Linked DNA regions of Sus scrofa: regions 1 and 2 are each linked to region 3. The links are chromatin contacts, called in public HiChIP or PLAC-seq maps. All regions are on one chromosome and are shown on one strand. Each heading gives the region's core, a stretch centred on a gene start, on an enhancer-like site or on the middle of the called end of the contact. The rest is flanking DNA. Distances are from core to core; before and after follow the strand shown.

Evidence for each region. HiChIP or PLAC-seq counts read pairs in DNA pulled down with a chosen protein or histone mark.
Region 1: an H3K27ac HiChIP or PLAC-seq map of alveolar macrophages shows a contact between it and region 3. The contact joins the enhancer-like site here to the promoter of ANKS1A in region 3. A contact is called at or near these places in 1 of 5 promoter capture datasets (liver), 8 of 47 Hi-C or Micro-C datasets (alveolar macrophages, embryonic fibroblasts, fetal heart ventricle and 4 more) and 2 of 2 datasets of contacts at active chromatin or transcription factors (alveolar macrophages and skeletal muscle).
Region 2: an H3K27ac HiChIP or PLAC-seq map of alveolar macrophages shows a contact between it and region 3. The contact joins the promoter of SNRPC here to the promoter of ANKS1A in region 3. A contact is called at or near these places in 1 of 5 promoter capture datasets (fetal skeletal muscle), 4 of 47 Hi-C or Micro-C datasets (fetal liver, fetal skeletal muscle, heart right ventricle and 1 more) and 1 of 2 datasets of contacts at active chromatin or transcription factors (alveolar macrophages).

What each region holds. Positions count from the first base shown.
Region 1 is chr7:30,891,745-30,895,425 of Sscrofa11.1, reverse strand. It overlaps ANKS1A (ankyrin repeat and sterile alpha motif domain containing 1A), which reads right to left. Exons shown (of 25, transcript NM_001246264.2): 4 at 3,474-3,536. Among named protein-coding and RNA genes, the nearest start is that of ANKS1A, 80 kb to the right of the region's middle. Within about 2 kb of position 1,930, at least 2 of the 83 cell types and tissues checked have an H3K27ac peak or open chromatin away from gene starts, as enhancers often do. A contact at or near this core is called in alveolar macrophages, where this site is marked.
Region 2 is chr7:30,705,980-30,709,589 of Sscrofa11.1, reverse strand. It overlaps SNRPC (small nuclear ribonucleoprotein polypeptide C), which reads right to left and starts at 1,254. Exons shown (of 6, transcript NM_001190203.1): 1 at 1,204-1,254; 2 at 815-857. The coding sequence starts at 1,211. It overlaps LOC106507687 (a long non-coding RNA gene), which reads left to right and starts at 1,480. Exons shown (of 3, transcript XR_002345651.1): 1 at 1,480-1,549; 2 at 2,426-2,525.
Region 3 is chr7:30,811,317-30,815,190 of Sscrofa11.1, reverse strand. ANKS1A (ankyrin repeat and sterile alpha motif domain containing 1A) reads right to left here and starts at 2,100. Exons shown (of 25, transcript NM_001246264.2): 1 at 1,910-2,100. The coding sequence starts at 2,100. TAF11 (TATA-box binding protein associated factor 11) reads left to right here and starts at 3,423. Exons shown (of 5, transcript NM_001184894.1): 1 at 3,423-3,692. The coding sequence starts at 3,522.

The DNA.
Region 1 (3,681 bases), core at 681-3,180, 80 kb before region 3:
TGGATCTGGCGTTGCTGTGGCTGTGGTGTAGGCCGGCAGCTGCAGCTCCAATTTGACCCCTAGCCTGGGAAGCTCCATATGCCGCAGGTGCAGCCCTAAAAAAGCAAAAGAGAATGAAAGGAGCCGACATCACGAGCCCTGTGATGTGATGCACTAAAAAGGAGGGACAGAACATCGCTCTTGGAACTCTCTGGTGGCCTGGCAGTTAGGTGATGAAGGATTCTGTGTTGTCATATACATATACACATGAGAGAACATGTGCTCACGGAAAGGAGTGGTGTGAGTACACGCAGTGTGACAGGACGTTAGCAGCTGGTGAATCAAGAAGTGTTCACTGTATTATCCTTGCAACTTTTTGTAAGCTGGAAATTTTTTCATGATAAAAAGTGTTATAAAAGTTTGCTGGGTGATGCTGACACAACAAGTTGATCAGCATGTGGAGACAGCTGGTCTAGATAACTTCTAGGTCTCCTCCAGCTCTACAACTGCGGATTATTTTTAAGTGTATGGAAAACAGTCCTATGAAACTAAACTGACCAGTGCTCATTCTATGATAATCAAACCAAGTTAAAATTGTTTTAAAAGAAGGTAAGCGAACAATGTTAATAGTTCCACCTTACATTTGGACTAGTTTATGCCGACTTGCTGAAACAGGAGAGGCTTCATATGTTAAAGAGGAAGATAAAGGCTCATGAAAACTCTCTCTGCTCCCAGGAAAAGCACCTGCAACTTCTTAATTTCTCCAGGTGCCTGATGGGACTTAACACCAAAATGTACTTTAGCAAAAACAATTCTTAGATACACCAGGTCAATAAAGACCCACTGAGTAAAGATGAAGCCTAGGGAGGTTAGCATCAAATCAGCTCAAGAAGAATTTGCACTCGTAGCACAACCCCAACAGCTTTATTCCTTAATGGAGTTTACATCATTTGGCCTTTGAGGCGGTGGTGGGTGGGGTGGAGGCAAAGGGTGGTACAGTTGGCCTGCAAACCCACAAGTTCTGCATCCACAGAGTCAACCAATCATGGACCAAAAACATTCAGGGGGAAAAAATCTAGGAAGTTTCAAAAAGCAAAACTTGAATTTGTAAATAGTGGCAACTGTTTACATAGCATTTGCATTGTGTTAGGAATTATTATAAATAACCTAGAGATGATTTGAGGTATAAGGGAGGATGTAAGTAGGTTTACGCAAACACTGTGCCGTTTTATACAAGAGATTTGGGCCTGGTATCCAAGGGGATCCTAGAACCAATACCGTTGTAAATACTGAGGGAAGGCTGTATTTCTAAAAAGAGAAGTACATTCTTATTCCTTTAGACTCAATTTCTTTTATGTGTGCAAAATCAAGGGATAGGAAAATGTGCTTTTAAGAACCAAAGTCTTACCCTTTAATCAGAGCTTTAGAAGCTAACCAAACCAACCACCAAATGGGAAAACAATCGCTTCAAGGAGTCTCCCCCCAAAACAAAACCCCAAAGAGGCTGATGGAGAAATGTTATATTAAGCTTCACCACTAGTAACAAATAACAAACTCCCAAGTGCCCTTTCAGAAATACCACATGGTATATACCTTTAAAAATCAGGACCTCAAGTATTACTAGTAATCAGGTCTTTTTAGTTCATATCCATGATCTCATTTGAACTCCAAAACCATCCGGCAGAGTAGCTGGTATACCCCACTTTACCACGGAGGAAAGACATTCAGGGAAACTGAGGAACTTGTTCAAGTCAACGCCAGTAAGTGGCGGCAGAGAATTCAAACTTGGGTCTGATGTGAAAGACCTTGACCTGTGAGGGTTTTCCATTCTGCCACACTACTTCCAAGAAAAACAGCTGGAGTAACTTCCCATTTTGAAGATTAGAAAACAGAACTGAAAGACTGGGCCAAAACAAAAGCTAACACGCTCCATCACCACAGGTCAAACTGCTTCTCCACCATCAGGGCCCAAGAGCTGAAGGATACCCCGCCCCCGCAGAGCCTGCCGAGGTCCAGCTCATGGGAAGCACATGTGATAAATCAGTATTTCTCAAAGGAAAACATGAAATATCTGCTTTGCACTTGGAAACTGACAGAAGGCCCTTAAATTTCCCTTCCCAGCGGCTGCTATATGCAGAGCAAGTGAAAGGTAGCTGACGTGAATAATGCTGTGACTCAAACAAACTCTAGGTTGGTGCCAAAAAGCAAAGCTTATCCGAATGACAACTCGAGTCAAAAACAGCAGGTGGGAGAGCAGAGGAGAGAGGTTGACGTCATGGCCCCACCTGCAAGCTCTGCCTCGGGTCCAGGCCCAAGGCCAGCAGGCTGGGTGTTTGTCATCAGGCCCACCAGTCTGCTACCTGGCCCAGCCTCACTGGGAGGGAGAGTCAAAGCCAGACCCCCTGCTGGGTCCTATTTCTGAGCCCTTCCAAAGGCCAAGAGCGACCACACATAGAGAGAAGCTAAAGGCTGCAAAGAAGGGGCTCAGGCTTGAAAGCCCAAGGAAATGAGAGGGGAGCTGCACCAGCAGCTTTTAAGAGGAAAATGGGGCTTTCCCTGGTGGCCTAGTGGTTAAGGATTCTGTTGTCACTGCTGTGGCTCAAGTCACTGCTGTAGCTCGGGTTCAATCCGGGCCCAGGAACTTCTGCATGCCAAGAGCGTGGCCCAAAAAACAAAATAAAGTAAAATGGAGTTACAGATGCCCCTCTTCCCACACTTCCACCACAAGCTACTGAAAATCAGATTCCACTTCAAAGAAGTATGGAAAGCAAATTTTAAAAAATGTTTTAATCTAGGAAGTAGAATTTAATCATTTCTTGCTTATTAAAAAGTAAGCTAATCGTGATATCTTTTACCTGCATTTTTTCGTTTTTTCCTTTTTCCTCTTTTTTTTTTTTTTGCTTTTTAGGGCCGCACCACAGCATATGGAGGTTGCCAAGCTAGGGGTCCAATCAGAGCTGTAGCTACCGGCCTACACCACAGCCACAGCAACTCGGGATCCGAGCGGCATCTAGGACCCACATCTGCGACCTACACCACAGCTCACAGCAATGCCAGATCCTTAACCACTGAGCGAGGCCAGGGATCGAATCCACAACCTCATGGTTCCTAGTCAGATTTGTTTCCTCTGCGCCACGCCGGGAACTCCCAAATTTTTCTTTTTTGAATTTAAATGATTTTAAAAATCATGATAGCAAATTATGCCTTGAATATGGTCCCTATTTCCCCATTTCTGCCACTTCTAAGCTTTTCAGGCATTAAAGGAAATGTGCCCAACCTTTCCAGAACTGGTGTGGGTTTTAAAAACAAAAACAAAACCACTGAAGCTGCATTTTCCCATTCCCAGGCAAGCCAAAAGCAGATGGGCTGAAGCAGAAAACAGTCAGGATGACAAAGAGGAGCCTGAGTGGCTGAGAGTAGAAGCCAGAGAGGACCAAAGAGCAAGTGCGGCTTGGAGAAATGATGCAGAGAAATCCTGGCAGCAAAGTACACACCTTGGCATTGAGATAAGTGTCAAAGGGGCCGTACTTTTTGAGTTCTTTGATCTCAAGAGCATTCTATAAAAAGGAGAGGAAAAGAAAATGTGATGATAAAATGGATGGAATATATCAAAGCAATGCACAGCCCCGAGGGGCCCAACACTAGAACGCTCGGATCTGCCCTCTGGGGTGCCTCAAAAGAAGTTAAAGAGGAAGACAACCT
Region 2 (3,610 bases), core at 5-2,504, 100 kb after region 3:
AAGATCCAGTGTTGGCGTGAGCTGTGGTGTAGGTCGCTCAGATCCCGAGTTGCTATGGCTGTGGCATAGGGCAGCAGCTACAGCTCCTACTTACCCCTAGCCTGGGAACCTCCGTATGCCACGGATGTGGCCCTAGATACACAAAAGACAAAATAAATAAATAAATAAAAACTTATTAAAGCTTTATTGTTCTGGGTCTTCACTGAAAACACTGACTCCTGGAAAATTAATAACTCTGAATTATAAAAGAGTTACAGGAAGAGTGGAAAAACAAACACCCCAAAGTATTTTCTCCAATCAAAATAAAAAGCACGAATTACAAAAATTTTTTTAAATCTAATTTATCGGAATCCCCTTTGTGGTGCAGTGGAAATGAACTCGACTAGTATCCATGAGGATGCAGGTTCAATCCCTGGCTTCACTCAATGGGTCAGGGATCTGGCACTGACATGAGCTGTGGTGTAGGTCGAAGATGAGGCTCCCAGGAGGCTTGTTTATTATTTATTTATTTAAGCCAACTCGAGGTATATAAAGTGCCCCAGCCAGGGACAGATCCAAGCCGCATTTTCGACCTAAGCTGCAGCTTCGGCAACGCCAGCTCCTTAACCCACTGGGCTGGGCAGTGGATCAAACCTACATCCCAGAGCTCCCAAGACGCCCTATTATTTTTTTAATTCCACATATAAGTGCTAACACAGTGTATTTGTCTTTCTCTGATTTATTTCAATAAGCATAATACTCTCTGGGTCCATCCACGCTGTTGCTAATGGCAAACATATCTGGTTCTCTGAAAGTTAACAAAAACGCTACTTACAGAGTCATGGGTGAGGTATGTATCGCAGTAGTCACAATAAAACCTGGAAAGAGGAGAAAGGTAGGAAAAAGAAAAGACGACAACCAGTTAATAAAGGCCTGTTCACTAAGGTTCTGTTCGTGTAGGTAAAATATAAAGTAAAAGACCTATTTAAAATTCGAAGACATCAAACAAAACGTCCTGACACAAACCAAGCTTTTTGGTTGCCTTAGGCAGCGCCGACCTCCGCTCTCAAAAAGGGCTATCTAGCGCTCCCGGTCTGATGCCCTCCTCCAGACCCCCTCGTTCCCCCAGGGGCCCCAGGAGCCAGAACCCGCTCTTCGCTTCCCGGGAGGGCCACGTTTAGCGACTGTGAACGCGAACACCCCCAGATTCAGGGGCCCACTCACTTGGGCATGATGCTCTTCAGGCCGTTGGCTATTCCGTTCCGCGCCGCCCGGAAGTGACGCACACAGTAGGCGCCCGCGCGAGAGAATCGATGAGTCAAAAGCGACTGCAAAAAATCCCTCCCGTCCTCCAATCCAAACGCCCGCGTGGGCGTCACCTGCGTCAGCGTGAAGCTAGGGGCGGGGTTTGTCCTACCTATCCTTAACTTTCCGGAAGGCGGGAGGGGGGGCGGTACTAAGTAGCTCCCTGAGGCTCAAGCCACGCCCATGTCCCCTAGAGTGTTGATACTCCCGGAAACATGTTTTTCATCCTTTCGAGTCATCTAATGATTGCCTGCTATACAATAAAGTCAGTATGAGGTGGGTTAGATGTAGCCAAATGCAATGGCGGGAGGGATGAAGCATGGAAGAGGGGCATTTGGCTTTAAATAAGACAGAAAACTTGCTGAGAAAGTGACAACTGAGAAATAACAGGTTTCTTAAAGCAAGAAAGCCTGGTACAAGTCGTTTTACATACGTGTCAGTAACCCTAGAGGTGATAGAATCCCAAGTTTGAGGTCCCTTCCCTGCTTTCGAGTGCATGAATTATTTAGTCTTTCTGAACCTCAATTTCCTCTTCTGAAAAATACGAATAATTCTCACCGGTGAGGCCCTGTTGGTGACCACTGAAACTGCTGAACTTTGCAGTAAACCAATTTGGTGCACGTGCAAAAAGCACAACCACTAAGAGATAGTTTTATTATTACCTGCACCTGACTTTTGCTCATTAACCTACATCACCTTCCCTAATAAAAGTCATGAGGGTGTTCCCATAGTGGCTGAGTGGTTAACTAATCCGACTAGAAACCATGAGGTTGCGTGTTGGATCCCTGGTCTCCTTCAGTGGGTTAAGAATCCGGCGCTGCAGTGAGCTGTGGTGTAGACCGCAGACGCAGCTCGGATCCCGCGTTGCTGTGGCTCTGGCGTAGGTGGGCGGCTACAGCTCTGATTAGACCCCTAGCCTAGGAGCCTCCATATGCCGCAAGTGCTGCTCTAGAAGACAAAAAAAAAAAGAGGAAATAATGTTGGGAACTAGGGGGGAGGACTCTTGCTTCTTTTGCTCCATATTCAAATAATAATTATAAATAGTATAATGATATAATAATAATTAATAAAAATGAATAATAAATATTTGAATATTTACTATCTCTTGGGTGCTTTGTCAAATGGAAAAAAAAATGGAAAGGACATCCTAAAATTTAAGAGTTATGCTTTTCTTGGCGGACAAAACTGAGGACTTAAGCCTGGAAGACAGCCTCTCAGCTCTGAGGAACTGCTCTGAAGAGGTAAGGGAGGAGCCAGAAAATACAGATTTACAACGAAAACCAGATTGTCAGAACATCAAAAGATTATTGTTAGCTAGAGAAAGCCAGACATCTCAATGAGTTTATCACTTTTCTATTTAGGGGAAGAGGCAAGAGTCTGGGCTCAAGGAAATCATTACTACCTAAAGCCAGTATCATGCTTTTCTCCATCCTGAATCCCCTCAAGGTGCACAGTTGGAGATAGCTGTAGTAGCTGCTGGCTTGATGGCCTCAATTATTTTCCACATTTTTCATTCACACTTTAAATGCATTAATTAATTTAATCTATTTAACAATGCTTTTATTCATATTTCAGATGAGGAAACTGAGCTCCAACAAGGTTAAATGTACCACAAAAATTAACTTCACAATGAAGTTATCAGGCTTTCACCATCCTAATACAGTGGTAAATCTTACCGTTATTAATGTAGGACAATTATTTTTGTGTGTCTCCTGCTAGGAGGCTAACATTAAGTAGACATCATCAACTATGATGTATTCTTACCAAAAATGTTTGATTTGGATCTAATAAAATATATACAATAAGCAAGAGGATCAAGCTAAAGGAAAGCAAAAAGCAGCAAACAGATTCTTGTTCTGTTCTGTGGGACATTCTTCAGAACAACTGCCTTCTTTCCTTCAAATCAAAATGTCATTCTGGGAGTTCCCGTCGTGGCGCAGTGGTTAACGAATCCGACTAGGAACCATGAGGTTGCGGATTTGGTTCCTGCCCTTGCTCAGTGGGTTAAGGATCCGGCGTTGCCGTGAGCTGTGGTGTAGGTTGCAGACGCGGCTCGGATCCCGCGTTGCTGTGGCTCTGGCGTAGGCCGGTGGCTACAGCTCCGATTCAACCCCTAGCCTGGGAACCTCCGTATGCTGCGGGAGCGGCCCAAGAAATAGCAACAACAACAAAGACAAAAAAAAAGAAAAAAAAAAGTCATTCTGTATTAAAATATTTTTAAGAGACATGACGTTCAGATGTAGTGTACGGTCCAGGGTTAGTTCTTAGTTTGGACAAACCAGCTATAAAGAACATTTGGGAAAATTGGGCCTTAATGTGCCAGTGC
Region 3 (3,874 bases), core at 851-3,350:
AACCCAGGTAAGATTCAAAACCCAATTTATGCATTCAAAGTACATGTACTAAACATCGTGTCAGGCTCCGCTATAGGAACAGGGAATATAAACATAAAGACCAAGTCGTTCTGAAAGGTGCAAAGATCCTCATCCGTTATTATTTTCTTTTCTCACACTCAACCACTTACGGCTCCAGGCAGTGACCCACTAGCACCAAATAAGTCTCCTTTCCCACCTCAGTGCACCTGATCATGGTGTGCCCACCTGGAGTTCCCTCACAGTACTTCACCTATTCAAGTCCTCACATCCTTCAAAGTCAGCTGGTGCCCTCCCCCCGCCCCTTTCCTAGAAGCCCTGATCTCCATTTCACCCCAAAGTGACTTCTCACTTCTCTGAACTAGTAACAGAGTCCCACCATCAGTTATGTAGAAATGTATCACTAATTTATTCATTCAACAAATCCTGAGTACTAACTATGTGACAGCATTGTTCTAGGGGCTGGGAAAACTGTAGCAAATGGTACTGGGTTTTGTCTCCCCAGAAGAACTCCCTGGGAGTGAGTTCCCATTGTGGCTCAGGGGCTTACAAACTTTACTAGTACCCATGAGGATGCAGGTTTGATTCCCTAGCCTCCCTCAGTGGGTTAAGGATCTGGCGTTGCTGTAAACTGTGGTATAGTTCACAGATGCAGCTCAGATCCCATGTTGCTGTGGCTGTGGTGTAGGCCGGCAGCTGCAGCTCTGGTTCCACCCCTAACCTAGGAATTTCCATATGACGCACCTGCGGCCCCAATAAAGCAAAAAAAAGAAAGAAAGAAAGAAAAGAAAGAAAAAGAAAAGAAAAGAAGAAAGAAAATGAACTCCCTGGGAGAGTTCTCCTCTTAAACTGCTTTTTAAAATCTTCCTGTGTAGACCTGGGTTTGCACTCAGTGCTTAATACCTAACAATTTATTTGAGCCTTGGGCTTCTTTGGTCCAAGCTCACTCAAATTGAAGTTACATAAACTAATGTGGAACAAAAGCAAACCAAGCCATTTCTAAATGAACTTCCACTTCTTAGAAACCTCAAAAGAACAAGGAAGGAAAAGAAAACAGGCTATGAAAGTGCTGCTGAAACAACACATTTTACTCACAGTGACAAGGCACCTCCAATCCCCCCTTCAAGATGCACAAAAGTGACCTTTTTTTTCTCTCAATCCTTACAGCTCCAGATTCAAGTGTTTAACAACAGTCCTTGGAAAAGTTTAAAGCACCCCTCAGTTTCCTAAACAAGTTTTCCTAAACCTTTATTTTTTGATGAATAGACCCCTTGATGAACACTACATATGCCACTTAACAGACTAATCCAATGAGGTTCGCTACATGGAACCAGACTTTAAACTCCAAGCACAAAGGGGGCTGAAAGAAAAACATTTTGAACCTGATAAACCCAAAGACAATTTTAATATAAACGACAAAAGCCACGTCCTGCAGAGCCTGGTGGAAGATTCCAAGTTCCCAAAAGAAGGGAATCAAGAGAATTTCCTCCAGGGGAACCGCGAGATTCTGCAAGGCGTGGGAGTTTCTGCAGGAGATGAGGGAGATTTAAAACACATTTTTTTTTTTCCTCTAAAGTGGCTTGTGAGATACAACAGCTGGCACCCGCCAGCGGGCGAGGGTGCAGCCGGGCTGTGCCATGCGGCGGAGGCTGCCACCTGGGCACTCCCACCATTCTTCGCAGCTGGGTCAGGAGGCGAGATGAGAGGAACCCGAAGCCGCGCGGACCCGCACCGGTGCCCCCTGCCCCTTGGGCCGCCTGCCCTCGCCCTGGGGCAACCCGCAAACCCACCCCGCTAGGGTCTCTGGAGCCCCGATCTCTCTGGAGACCCAGGAGACGGGCGGGGGAAAGGGGATCTCCAGGCGGCTGCCGGGTATCGGAGCGTTACTCACCTGAGCAGACTGGACAGAGGATGGCTCGAGGAGCTTAGACCGCCGCCGCCGCTGCTGCCGCCCCCGGAGCTGCCGCCACCGCCGCCGCCACCCCCGAAGCCTGAGGAGAGCCGCTTCCCGGACAGCAGCTTCTCCACGGCCGGGAGGTGCCCGGTGCGGGCGGCCTCCAGCAGCTCCTGCTCTTTCCCCATCCCCAGGGCCGCCGCCCCCCGGACCTCCTCCCCGGGGCCGCCGCGGAGCCTGCTCTGGCTCCCAAACTTTCCGTCTCCGGGCAACGCACCCCCCAAACCGGCCGGGGACACCACCCCCTCCCCCCGCCTTTTCCCCCAGGAGCGCGTCACTTCCGGGATCCGGCGTCACGCGTCACCGCGCCCCTGCGCCCCGCCCCTTTGCCCACCTAGCTGGGCGGGGCTCGGAGGGCGGACACAGGTGGCTGGGGTCTGCGCCAAGTGGCCTTGGTTGAGCCGAGATTGTCCTCTCTGGGCGAGAGGAGGGTGTCGTGTGGTCACCTGCTGTACAAGTGGGAAGCTACAGATTCGCTCCACCTGTGCGCGCCTCCCGACGTGTTCTTCTTCCTCAAAGGTTTTGGGAGCTCGCAGGATAGGAAATACGGTAATTCATCCAGGCAATGTAGAAACAAAGAGAGAAATATGGCAACGCGCATCTACATTTCCAAGTCCATTCATTCAGCACGCATAAATTAAATACGTAATAGATGTGGGAACCTAGTAATACAGAGGTGAATAAAATGCCCCCTTCCGTACTTCAATGAGGGAAGAGAGGGAACTTTTAAAACAAAAATATCCCCACTTAATGCTCCCAACTCTGAAACGGTTCGTTAAAGCTAAACATTCAAAGGGAAGGCTTCTCTCCCAGTAGGATGTTTCCTCTTTCGATGACATTAACCAAGCTGATATTAAAGTCAAATGTGTGAAACCGACCCCGACCTTGAGTACTGGGGAATTGGAAAAATCATTCAACTGGGTAGAGATTATGTCTTTTGTTTCTGGTACTAGCATTGTTCCTGGCTCGAAGTAGGCGCTCAATCGTTGTGGAGTGAATAAGGAATTGGATAAATTCGGTTCAAGCTATAGGACTTTTCTTTTTTTTTTACGTTTTTGAGGAACAAAAGAGAAATGCTGGCAATTCAATGTAAACACAGGACCGCCGTCTCTGTCCAATTGTACTGCCTGAGTTTACCCGGTAGCCACAGGGAGTACAACGGAATTGAGTTTCCTCCCGTCCCCAAGATTTCTTCTGAGGAAAGAGAATGAAGGACAAGAGTTAACTGACATTGCGTTTTTAGAAAGACGGAAAGGAAAAAGACGCCCTTCAGTAAAAAGCGCAGCTGTCCTTTACAAATACTGGTTTCCCAGGGTGGAAAATACACAAACTGAGTTCAGTACCCTCAATTTTCCCTCTCCCCACCGCCACCAAATCAAAACGGAGCCCTGATGTCCTCTACACGCGCCTGTAAATGACCCCTCTAAGGAGCGGTGTGGGTGACGTCATCGCAACGCGACGACAGGAAGTGAGCTCCTGGGCTGCTGTGCTGCGCGGGGTCCCGAGCTCCTAAGCCCTCGATGTCCTTTCCCCTCTCCTTCTGACCGCGATGGATAATGCTTGCGAGTCGCCCGCGGAAAAAAGTGGAGAAACAGGGGAGGCAGATGAGATGGCTGCTGCTCCCGGGGCTCCCGGGGTTACGGACACGGACGGAATCCCGGAGGAAACGGATGGAGACGGAGATGGGGACTTGAAAGAAACCGCGGCTGAAGAAGGCGAGGTAGGGAGAGATGTGTCCATGAGGCCGGAGTTGTGTCAGTGGCTTCTCGACAGGCTTCCTGGTTGGTCCCAAGCTAGGATAGTCGAACTCACCCTGACTCTTTAGCTGTGCAGTCGCGGGGTTGCGGGGAGAGAGAAGACAAAAATCTTAGTACCGCTTAGGTTCTAAGGACCGAATACTGG